2 separate regions of the Mustela erminea genome follow, and region 2 is linked to region 1. The links are chromatin contacts, called in public Hi-C maps. All regions are on one chromosome and are shown on one strand. Each heading gives the region's core, a stretch centred on a gene start, on an enhancer-like site or on the middle of the called end of the contact. The rest is flanking DNA. Distances are from core to core; before and after follow the strand shown. Region 1 holds the start of TARS2 (threonine--tRNA ligase, mitochondrial). Region 2 holds the start of ENSA (alpha-endosulfine).

Region 1 (5,940 bases), core at 1,408-3,907:
GTGCCAGAACACCTGGGTTCACAAGAAAGGAGTTCATAATCATCTCCTTTAACCCCTCACTCTCTGATCCTCTCCTCAGAGAAGCTGGTGTGAAACCAGTAAGGCTCTTCCAGAAAAAACTACCACAAAATGGGGAACCTGACCTTGGAGGTGAACACTAAATAGTAAAAGAAAAAAAAAAAAACTGAATAGAAAACAAAAGGCTAGTATAAGCAATGCACGGATGACAGTAGCCCCCTGCCCCACTCCTCAGTGCTTCCCAGTCCTAGAGCATAGAAGCAGGAGCCCAGGCTTCTTTTGTTGCTCTTACAACATCCCCTTTTAGGGCTTCAGATTAAGATGGTAGTTCCTAAGGGCTCTGTTTGGTCTTTTAGTTCTATTTTTTACCATTCCAGAAATCTAATGTGATGCAACCCCTCCTCCAGGATTTGATCACCTTTTATACATAGGTGACAAAATTCCATTTTTCTGGATCCTAACAGATGAGCTCTATTTTACCTAAGCTGACATGAAGACGACAAAGTGGGAAGGAGGCCAGTTGTGTGCTCAGTTGTGCAAGTCAAGTTAGAATTAAAAAATGTAGGGGCACCTGGGTGGCTTAGCCAGTTAAGCATCTGCTTTCAGCTCAGGTCATAATCCCGGGGTCTTGGGACTGAGCCCCAGCTCCGGTTCCTGGCTTGGTGGGGAACGTGCTTCTCCCTCTCTCCCCTGCTCATGCTCTCTCTCAATCTCTCTCTCTCTCTCAAATAAGTAAATAAATAAATCATCTTCAAAAAAAAGAATTAAAAAATACATGCTACAGATAACTTGTAACGTATGTCTGTAGAGTTGCAAGGACTAAACTTTCTATTTTCTATTTTCAGCATTACCTTTCTATTTTCAGCTTATGATCTCTCCTTTTTACTAGTACAAATGATGTCTACTTAATAGACTTGGTTTCCTAAGTTTCTGGCTTAGCCAGGTCCAGTTAAGACAAGCAGAGTGTGTTATGTCTCTGTCCCAGCTGCAAATGGAGAAACTGAGGCAAAATACTAGAAATATGCCCACTTAAATATCCCTTAGTTTAGGGACACCTGGGTGTTACAGTTGGTTAAGCATCTGATTCTTGGTTCAGGTTGTAATCTCAGGGTCCTGAGATGGAGCCCTGTGTTGGGTTCTGTGCTCTGCACGGAGACTGCTGGGTTTCTCTCTCTTTTCCCATCTCTCCCCACCCCCCTTCCCCCTCTAAAATAAATAAATCTTTAAAAAAAAAATACACACACACATAGAGTGGTGCCTGGGTGCCTCAGTTGGTTGACCTTCAGCTCAGGTCATGATCCTGGGGCCCTGGGATCGAGCCCCACGTCTAGCTCTCTGGGAGCTCAGCAGGGAGTCTGCTTCTCCCTCTGCCCCTCCCCTTGCTCCTTCTCTATCTTTCATTCATTCTGTCCCTCAAATAAACAAAAATTTTAAATTAAGGGAAAAAAGTATATAAAGATATATATAGATAGCTAGAGCTCTCTCTACATATATGTATATCCCTTAGCTGAATTGCCACGGTGTTCCCAAAAAGGAAGAGACTTACTGCTTTGCCCTCTGCAGAACTGAATGTTAGAAACCTGAGGTCAGAATCTGTCTCCAAGGGCCGCTCCAGATCATAAAGTTCTCCATTCACTTGAGCAGCCACTGCAGTATCTGCCAGTGTTGAACTTGGCCAAAGGAGGGGTGATGATAAAGAAAAAGACATGGTTACAATCCACAGGGGAAGAGAGGGACTTATCTCTCAACAACTCCAAACATGAAAATGGGGAAAGGTGTCACCAGAGCAATAAAACCTATCATTTCTTTTCCCGATGGATAATAAACGGAGGGTAGACACTATGAAACTAATGCAAATAAAAAGGAATCCTCAGGAAAAGGCAATCTTGATAGGGACGGAATAGAAGCAAGCAGAATTTTCATTTCCTGCTCAAGTCCTTCGAAGTACAGAGGAAGAAGGATAACCCTGGCAGGTATAAAATGAGCCTGGTACCTGATCTGCTGGGCTAGTTGGTAAGGCGTTGTGTTCCATGCCACAGCATCCACTTTTTGGCCTCCAGGGAGTGATATCTTAATAGTCCGCTGCTCCTTCTGTGCCATGCTTGCTAACCTCTTTACCTGAGCAGTCCATAGCTCCTCAAAAAGGCCAAGCCGCTCTGTCAACCAGTGTGGAGGGGTCGGCACAGCTGCCTGGAAGGAAAGAGGTTAGGAGGTAACATGGGTCCCATCATTCCTTTCTGGGACTGGGGCTGCTGGGAGATGAGAATATTGAAGTGATCTTGGTTCCTAATCCCTAGTCTGTAAGAGGACTACGACATACAGGGGTGGGAGTCCTATGCTCGCCAGTCTGTCGACCCTAGGAGAAATGGCTGCAACTAAGAGCTTAGGGTAGCCGGGTCCAGCGACTCAAGGCAGAGGTAAGGGATGTCAGGCTGGGTTTAGAGTCTACACCCACAGCAGGGCTGGGTGCGACGCGGCTCATAACTTTTAGGTACCTCACGCACCGTGTGCAGCACGCAAGTTTGCAAGCCTGGGAGCCGGAGCCGCCGCCACCTCTGATAAAACCCCATGTTCCTTCAGACCGGTGCCTACATGCTTAAACAAATTGCAGTCGTTTCTCCGTCACCGGATTCCTCCTCATTGGCTTCCGGCCCGACAATACCCATGGCCCATTGGTTCCTATAGCTGCCACTCTAGTCTGGGACCACCTCCAGGATCTCCGAAGAGGTATGCCCCACACAGCACAAACAGCTGTGTGGGTGGTTCCGGGCGAGCGGAAGACCTAAACTGTTACACACACCAGCAATGCCGAAACCTGAAGTTTTAGCCCAAAGTAGCAGTTACCTATCCTGCAGCTTTGAGAACTGCGGCAGGAAAACTCTTGAGAAATGAGAGTAGGAGAAAAACAGATGGGAAAGACTAGCTAGTCATTTCCTTTGAACCACAGGTTTTCTTTTACGTAGTCTTTACTGGCAGGTAAGAACACAGATAGGGCAGTCTTTGGAACCAGACAGTATCAATCCTGGATCTATCTCCCATTCACTGTGTAATTTTAGGTAGATTATTTAATTTCTTCTAAGCATCAATTTCCTCAGCTATAAAATGGGAATAATACTAGTAACACTTCCAACTGTTGAAGTTAAGTTCATGTAAATCGTGCATGGTACACGGTAATGGCTACAATAGCGACAAGCTGTTAGAATAAATGAATTTAACAGCGTTGGGGCTGGAGCAACGAATCTGCAGAGGGCACTTAAACTAAATCACCTCAGGGGCGCCTGGGTGGCTCAGTGGGTTAAGCCGCTGCCTTCGGCTCAGGTCATGATCTCAGGGTCCTGGGATCGAGTCCCACATCGGGCTCTCTGCTCAGCAGGGGGCCTGCTTCCCTTCCTCTCTCTGTGATCTCTTCCCTTCCTCTCTCCTACTGTGATCTCTCTCTGTCAAATAAATAAAATAAAATCTTTAAAAAAAAAAAAAAAACTAAATCACCTCATAGTCATAGTGCATATGAGGGACCTTAGAGATCTCTTAATCTTACACGTGGAAGAATTTAAGGTCAGAGAAGTTAAGTGACTTAAGGTCAAACAGTAAGTGCTGATGCTAGATTTTGAAACCATGTCTTACACTCTCCTATCACATTATGCTTTCTATAGAGTTTACCTCAAATATACCTACGCATCACTTCAGAAAGAGGTGCCTGACTCTAGAATCTTAGCTGCTTCCTACACAAGACCTTGGACAGAGGACCAGGTATACCTGATTTATTTTGCACAGTAAAAATTGAAACACGATCACATTTGTAGTCAAGTATGAGGTGAAATGGACTTGGGGGCAGCTGTAAGGTTCTCAATAACTCTCCTTTGTCCCCTCACCTGGGGGTGGGGATGGTTGGAGATGGTTCTCAAGTTTCCAATGGTAGTGGAATCAAGGATTGTGGAGAAAGAGCTGTCAGAGAAAGCTGTTTAATCTAGGCTTCCAGAGGTCAGAAGTTCTTTCTGGGGTAGACGGTAGTTGACTTGAGTCACAGGCACCACTTGGCATCTTGGTTCCATCTCCTGACATCCTGAAAGACAAAAAGATATAGACAAAACTGTGGAAGAGGAAAATCACTTGTGTGTGGGAGGGGCGGTCTGGAGGGTTGGAAAAAGGTAGACAGGATTTTAAAATGACATCAGAAAGTGGGACAACAGGCAGAACTTTTCCCATGGCTTTGCCCCAAAAGGGATGGGAATATTATATTGCAGGTGACAAAATGATAGGTTCTCAATAATCATTGCATTAAGAATGTATCAATCACTGTATTGACTTCAAACTCCAAAGGATACATTTATTGACACATACATTCTTTAATCATTCCACCTCGTCCTCCTTTGGAATACTAGAGGGATGGTAGAATAAACAGGCTACACTGTTATGGCAGCTCCCTGCTCTCATCCTTCAAACATGTACTGATTTACTGTGTGCAATGCACTGAACTGAGGGCTCATGGGATGCCCATCAATCAACAACTTCATCATCACCTGTGTAACTTGTGTTGCAGTGGAGGAAGGAAGGAATGTCAGGAGTTACTGCATTCTTCTTGTAGGAAACAAGCCAGGCAGCCAGCAAGGAATAGCAAGCCAGCCAGGGCCAATTCATTTATCAGTGATTCTTTTACAATTTCTGATTTGTAACTGCCTTATCTCAGCTTCAGGGAATTTTAACCCATTTGTCCGGGAAACATTTATCCCTAAAACTGCTCTTACCTTCCATCCAGAATATCGCCAAACACCTACTATGTGCCAAGTGCTATGCCTTCACTATCCTATTTAATTCCAAGAACAATCTTGACAGGTAATAGCTATTTTTATGCTCCCTTTAAAATATGGAAGACAATCCTCAGAGAAGTCAAGCCCTAGCCCATCTGAATCCAAAGCCTGTGTTATGCCATGCCATGCTGCCTTCCAGCAACCAGAATAGTCCTAATGCATCAGGCTTGGTAGCAAATCTCCCTTTTTCTCTGCCCAGTACATCACTTGTAGGGCCAAAGAGGCCTTTAATATAGCGTGAAAAGAGGGGTCCAATAAAGGCCAAGGAAAGAAGTGTATTACCAGATTTTCTCTAACCAAAGTTAAAGAAAAATAGTGTTTAGGAAATCATGCCAGCAGATTTCAGAGAAGTTCAGAGAAAAGGCAATCCTCAGTTAAGCATAGCCTAGACCATTGGTCACATTTTGGGAAGTCCTCAGCTTTACTCTACTTTTAGAATAAACATCATAGGGGCACCTGGGTGGCTCAGTGGGTTAAAGCCTCTGCCTTCAGCTCAGGTCATGATCCCAGCCAGGGTCCTGGGATCAAGCCTCACGTAGGGCTCTCTGCTTAGCAGGGAGCCTGATTCCCTTCCTATCTGCCTGCCTCTCTGCCTACCTGTGATCACTGTCTGTCAAATAATTAAAATCTTAAAAAAAAAAAAAAAAGAATACGGGTGCTTGGGTGGCTCAGTGGGTTAAAGCCTCTGTCTTCAGCTCCAGTCGTGGTCCCGGGGTCCTGGGATTGAGCCCTGCATCAGGCTCTCTGCTCAGCGGGGAGCCTCCTTCCTCCCCCCCTCTCTCCCCCCTGCCTCTTTACCTACGTGTGATCTCTGTCAAATAAATAAATAAAACTCCTTAAAAAAAAAAAAAAAGAATAAACATCACAAGTTAGCTAAAGCTTTGGATGAACAGGTATTATTTTTATATTCCTAAACTACATGTAAGAATGCTCTCCATTGATGGTAAAGTACATTTCCACTTGTCATCAGGATCAACATACACCTCAAATTCTATCTCAGCTCTTCACAAAATTTCTTGGCACCAAAGAAGTAGTAAAGATGCTAGAGGTAAAAAAGAGAAATTTAAGAGGGTAAAATATATAAAGAAAGGTTTATGTCATGGTTACCAAATGA
Region 2 (5,940 bases), core at 2,370-4,869, 130 kb before region 1:
ATGACTTTATAGCCATGCCATATCTGCCATCAATTATAATTATAGACTAGAGCTCATCATAACCTATAATTTCTCCACCTTCTTAGATACACAGTGAAATTCCCCTCTCACTGCAACCTCCTACTCTTCTGCCACCTCCTGTTATTCCCACCAAATCTGAGCTTCATCTGTGTCATGGCCAGTTCTTCATCTCCTTTCTATTCTGTCTTTCCTGAAAAGCCTAGATGACCAACAAACCAGCAAAGCAATCTAGACTTCCTCATTGTCCTTCCTCCACTGCTCCTTCTTTTGCAGTCCTTTGCCCTTGTTAACAGGATGTCTGTTTTCTCCATTCCAAAGCAGTCAGGAGTTACTGACCAAAGCCCCGGTGATTAGGACTATTACAAAAGCATACCCATCCAATCTCAGATCTTTCTTGCCGTTTTGAACCATTGCTATTTTCTATAGTGCTGTTTCTACCCCCATTTTCCCTAGATTCTCTATCCCACCCTTCCATCCCTTTTATTCTCCAAAGATTGATCTCAGAGAGCAAGGCCATTCAATGTGACCTCCCTAAATGTTTAGCTACTTCAAGATCTCTCTGTACATTTCCCTTCCAGCCTGTCTGCCTCTTTCCCTCTTGATCTAATGGTCTCCTCTGAGACTTTAATTTTTTCACTATCTCCTCTTTAAAATGGATAATTACATTTTCAGTTTCTCTCAATTAGACCCTTGCCTTTTCTGAAAACATGCTTGAATCTTTACTGTTTTCCAAAAAAGAAAATCCTCTACTGCTCCCTCTTCAGTTCATTGCTATGATTCCCTTCTTTGCCTTACTGTTCAATACTGTTACCACTTCCTCACTCTTTAACCACATGCAAGTAGTTTTGTCCCCACCATCTTTTTTTTTTTAAGATTTATTTATTCACTCTAGAGAGAAAGGGAGAGCATGTACACCCACACGCACGCACACACACACACACACACACACACACAAGCTGTGGAGAGGGGCAGAGGGAGAGGTAGAGAAAGAATCCTCAAGCAGAGCCCCTGCCAAGCACAGAGCTCAACGGAAGTTGGGGGTGACACAGGGCCTGATCCCAGGACCCCGAGATCTAACCCAAGTGAAATCAAGACTTGGATACTTAACCAGCTGAGCCACCCAGGTGCCCCTGACCTCTCCATCTTTAATTTCTGTGTCACTTTTTTCCTTGTTCTTCTCCTTACCCCTTTGATCTTGTGTGTCTGTGTCCCTCGCCACATTTTGCCCAGGTTTCCATTTTGGGGCTCTTTATCTCTTTCTCCTTTGGTGATATCATCTGCTTCCACAACTTTATTTACATTTATATTAAGAAGTTTTATTCATAATTACCTTCTACTTTTCTCCCAAACTCTAGGTCTACATTTCCTAGACCTCTAAATATTTAGCTCTGGAGGAGATCTCAGAGGTCTTTATCTAAGGCTTCATTGCCTGGATATCTCCACAAAATGGCCCACTGGTTTTAAAAAGTCAAAATGAAATACCTCATTTTATGTCTATTTCCAATTCCATTCCCACATTGACTCCTCTTCTTGAATTTTTTTTTTTAAAGATTTTATTTATTTGACAAGAGAGACACTGCGAGAGAGGGAACACAATTAGGGGGAGTGGGAGAGGAAGAAGCAGGCTTCCCACCAAGCAGGAAGCCTGATGCGGGGCTCGATCCCAGGACCCTGGGATCATGACCTGAGCCAAAGGCAGATGCTTAGTGACTGAGCCACCCAGGCACCCTTCTTCTTGAATTTATTGTTTCTGTAGTAATCCTGAAGCACATGGGGTCCAAATTCCCTATATGCATTCAGCTGTTAATCCCAAATACTCCATTGCCAAAGACTTTCTCAGTTAGATTCAGTTTTCTACACTCTCTAGTTTAGTATATGTGCTGCCGAAGCAAGCACTGCACTCTCTAGTTTAAATCCCAATTATCTCCCACCTAGAATATTGCAGTACACTCCTGGCTAGAGGGCCAGGTCTCTGGTGTCTTTCTGCCTGTAATTCTGAATTATTTTTATTCATTACCTCCACATTAATCTTCCTAAAGGGCAGTTCTGATCTGCCACTCTCTGGCCTAAAAATATTAAATGTCTCAGATGGCTTACTAAATTATTCACAAGTTCCTTATCCTGGCATTTAAAGCCCTACATATCTGCATTCAATTCTGTTTTTCTGGCCTTCATTTTGAGCCCTGTACCTAGAATACCCTTCTTGCCTTCATCTTTACCCAGCAAACTGCTAAGTTCTTCAAAACTTATTTCTGGGGTGCATGGGTGGCTCAGTTGGCTAAGGGTCCAGCTTTTGATTTTGGCTCCAATCATGATCTTGGAGTAATGGGATGGAGCCTCCCCACCCAACACACTTCAGGCTCTGCACTGATATGGAGCCGGCTTAAGATTCTATCTCTGCCTCTTCCCCCACGCAGTACATTCTTTCTTTGAATACAAAACAAAACAAAAAAAAACTTATTTCAAATACCACCTCCTTCATGAAGTCTTTTTGGGGGCTGGGGGTGTGGAATCTAAACTGAATTAGTCTTCCTTTGAACCCCTATAAGCACTTTAACACTTTTATTTCAATGCTTACCAGATTTTGCCTTCTATAATAATCTGTGATTTACAGTGCTTCCAGACTTTTCCAGAAGTACACCTAATTATACAGAAAATTGAGGAGATAGCCCCAAGACTGTCACAAGAAGCTGCCTGGAAAATTAAATTTTAGTATGAATTTTTGCAGTGTTATCAGTCTTAAACTAATGTTTGTTTTTAATATAAAACTGTGGACTAAGGCTCCAGTAAGATATGTCTAAAATCTCGTCTTAGGGATTTAGACTACACCTGGCACACTGTGAAAACCCTCCCCTCATGCCCACTAAACTAAGCTTTCTAAGGGCAGAGACTGTCTTACTCTGTATGTACCGCTGTAAAACTAATACATTACCATCTACACACAAACACTCAAATACTGTTGAACTGTGACTCAGGATACGTTAACTAATGTTAACTGTATTTACTAAATGTTTACCATGTACCTAGAACTGTGCTTTCCGTTTCAAGAACTTATTCTCCATGGGCTGACCTTGAACAAGTATAAAACTGTACAGATGAGTTAAATCATGGAACATAAAGTCATCTGTGCAAGACAACTTGGTTTGGGGGTCCCAGTCTCTCCGTTCCACACGCCAAGTACATCTGCAATAGTGATCAGTACCAACTTAAGGTGCACCCTGACCTCCAAATTATTTTCTGGAGATTGATAGTTTTCTGCTAACACTGCGCAAAGCTTAATCCTCTCCATCTGAAAGTAAAAGGTCGCCATCCTTTCCGCTCTCCAGTTCGAAGCCCAGCAAAGCCTTCCGGAAACCGAGTGCTAGAGCGGATGGAAATCTGGTCCCACCAAAGGAGCAAAAATGCCAAGGCTAGCAGCACCGCCCCTAGGATCCCCCACGGGCTTCCAATTGGTCCTTGGGGCTCACTCTCATTCCAGATTGGTGTTCCAGCTTGCCTGTCGCCTCCAAAGAATCCACCTTTAGCCAGTAACTATTGGTAGATCGTTACGTCATTGTCCCAGCTACCCCACTCTCATTGGCTCCCATTGGAAGGGGCGGACACAACGTCACAGGCAGGGGCCGCCATTTTGACTGAGCAACCCTAGTGACAGGAGCTGAAGCAGCAGCGCAGGTTGTCCCCGTTTCCCCTCCCCCTTCCCTTCTCCGGTTGACTTCCCGGGCCCCCTACACTCCACAGTCCTGGTCCCGCCATGTCCCAGAAACAAGAAGAGGAGAACCCTGCGGAGGAGACCGGCGAGGAGAAGCAGGTGAAATGGAGGGGGTGCGGGCGGGCGAGTCGGGGGCGACTGTGAGGGGCGGGAGACGGTCTCCCACCAGTGCGGATTGGTCGCCATGGTCTCAAGCTCTACAGGGGTTGGCCACTACTTGCATCACGCCGGGTGAGCTTCAACACAGCTTGCAGCTCTGGCGCTGATTGGTTGGGCCCATTATCAGTCAGTGCCTTGCTCTTCCTGATTAGCCAATAGGCCTACCGCTCTACTTATTGAAGCTGTGCTGTCATTGGCCAAGCTTGGGCACGGGGCGGGTGTTTGGAAACACTGGGTGAATGAAAGGGGGCCGGTGGTACTGGGAAGCGATGTGTGTTATTGGTCTATGGGGGTAAATGACCCAACAACCCAGGCCAGGGCCTCGCTTCAGAAAGCTAGAGGTGGAGGTAAAGACGTTTAAAAGATCGGCACCGAAAAGAGAGAAGTAGTAATTACTATGGCTAGTTTAAGGCGGCAACTTTCTCGAGACACCTATTTTGACGGTTAGGGATGGTCGGTTCCCCACCCTCAAGTCAGGAACGAATAGGCTTGAAGAGGACTAGAGTTCCATAAAGAATAATGGAGGTTAAACCTAGAAAAGACAGCAAAAGAGTCGTGACAAGAAAGACGCCACCCTCTTTCCACCACCACCCCGACTTCCAGGGTGGTGGAACTTAGTTCACCCACAGTTCTCTGGTGAAAATACCCCACGTAAATCTCTTATTGGGGCTTGTATCTGACTTACAACATTTAGTACGGGGCTCAGAGGTTCGTGAAAGGCAGCTGGTTATAACTGCCGGATTGTCAAGGGAAGGGAATGTAATTGCATTAAAAGAGCCACAAATTTGGCTTTAGGTCCTTTTTTAAAAAAAGCCACGAAAGAAAAGAGCATCGGGGCTCACAAAAAGCAAAAGAGTAATAACAACAGTGTGACCCTCCTGCAAACCAATTGAATGCTCTTGACATGTTCCTCAAACTTCCATCACTTGGCCCACTTGGGAAGGTGTTGACTTTTTGGCAACAACTGTGAGTAAATACTAGTGAACCTCCTATATCTTAATTTTCCTGAGCTTAAAAATAGTGTCATTTTCATCTCTGTATACCTGTCACCTTCCTACCTAATGTTTATGGAAATGCTGAAGCAATGTTGTTCCATTACTAAGATGGAGATTTTTGGAGGCCACATAGCGCTAGTCTCCTCCATAGAGAGACTCATCAGATGATTACCTTAGACTCTGGAAAAGAGAACATCTCAGTAGAATTATCCCATTTAATTTTATGTTTGACCTGTACTGCATGTTAGGGACAGCCAGGGAACTTTCCTATTCATCTTGGGTTACCAGAAGCCCTGGTTAGCTTTTTTCTCTCTTTGTCTGGGTTTCTTCACAATACAGTCATCTTGAACTTCATCGATTGAACAAAGTTCTAGCTTTATTTGGGAGCAGAATAGAAACAATGTTTACAAGAGGTAGATCACTAGGAAAAATTAATAGTATAAAAGTTATTAGATAATAGAAGCAGTTGCTTCTCGGTATAATTGGCCCATTTGTTTCCTCCAGGACACACAGGAGAAAGAAGGTATTCTCCCTGAGAGAGCCGAGGAGGCAAAGCTAAAGGCCAAATATCCAAGCCTAGGACAAAAGCCTGGAGGCTCAGACTTCCTCATGAAGAGACTCCAGAAAGGGGTATGGGACACAATATCTTATTCTCTTACTTTGGAGCCAAAGGGGGCTTTTGGGATGAGAACTGTAGAGCTTCTCTTAAATGCTTATCTGGAGGTTTTGTTGTTGGGCAGTAGTAGAGAGCAATTAGAAACTTGTAAAGAGCAAGGCAAATGATTATAAGTCCCTGATAATGGTACCATACAGGATATTAAGGCTTAATGTTGAAACATTTGGGTATGGGGCATTAGGGGATTGAGGGAAAGAAGGACATTAGAAACTGAAATGCTGACTTCCCCAGGCATATGTGTGTTTAGATGATGGGAGTTTTAGGACTATACTTTTTAAGGTGAGAGCTACATTTTGGGGTGCATGATTTCAAAAAAAGATCAAACCATCTGTCCTCTAGACTTCTTCAACTTGAAATGAATAGATTTCTTCAGACCCTTG

The links. A called contact is a pair of places that touch in the nucleus more often than the background predicts.
Region 2: a Hi-C map of skeletal muscle shows a contact between it and region 1, with 13 times the contacts expected there. The contact joins the promoter of ENSA here to the promoter of TARS2 in region 1. A contact is called at or near these places in 3 of 3 Hi-C or Micro-C datasets (fibroblasts, skeletal muscle and spleen).

What each region holds. Positions count from the first base shown.
Region 1 is chr10:1,184,440-1,190,379 of mMusErm1.Pri, reverse strand. TARS2 (threonine--tRNA ligase, mitochondrial) reads right to left here and starts at 2,657. Exons shown (of 18, transcript XM_032360829.1): 1 at 2,523-2,657; 2 at 2,012-2,208; 3 at 1,565-1,688; 4 at 1-12. The coding sequence starts at 2,588.
Region 2 is chr10:1,318,221-1,324,160 of mMusErm1.Pri, reverse strand. It overlaps ENSA (alpha-endosulfine), which reads left to right and starts at 3,619. Exons shown (of 4, transcript XM_032302196.1): 1 at 3,619-3,829; 2 at 5,389-5,514. The coding sequence starts at 3,773.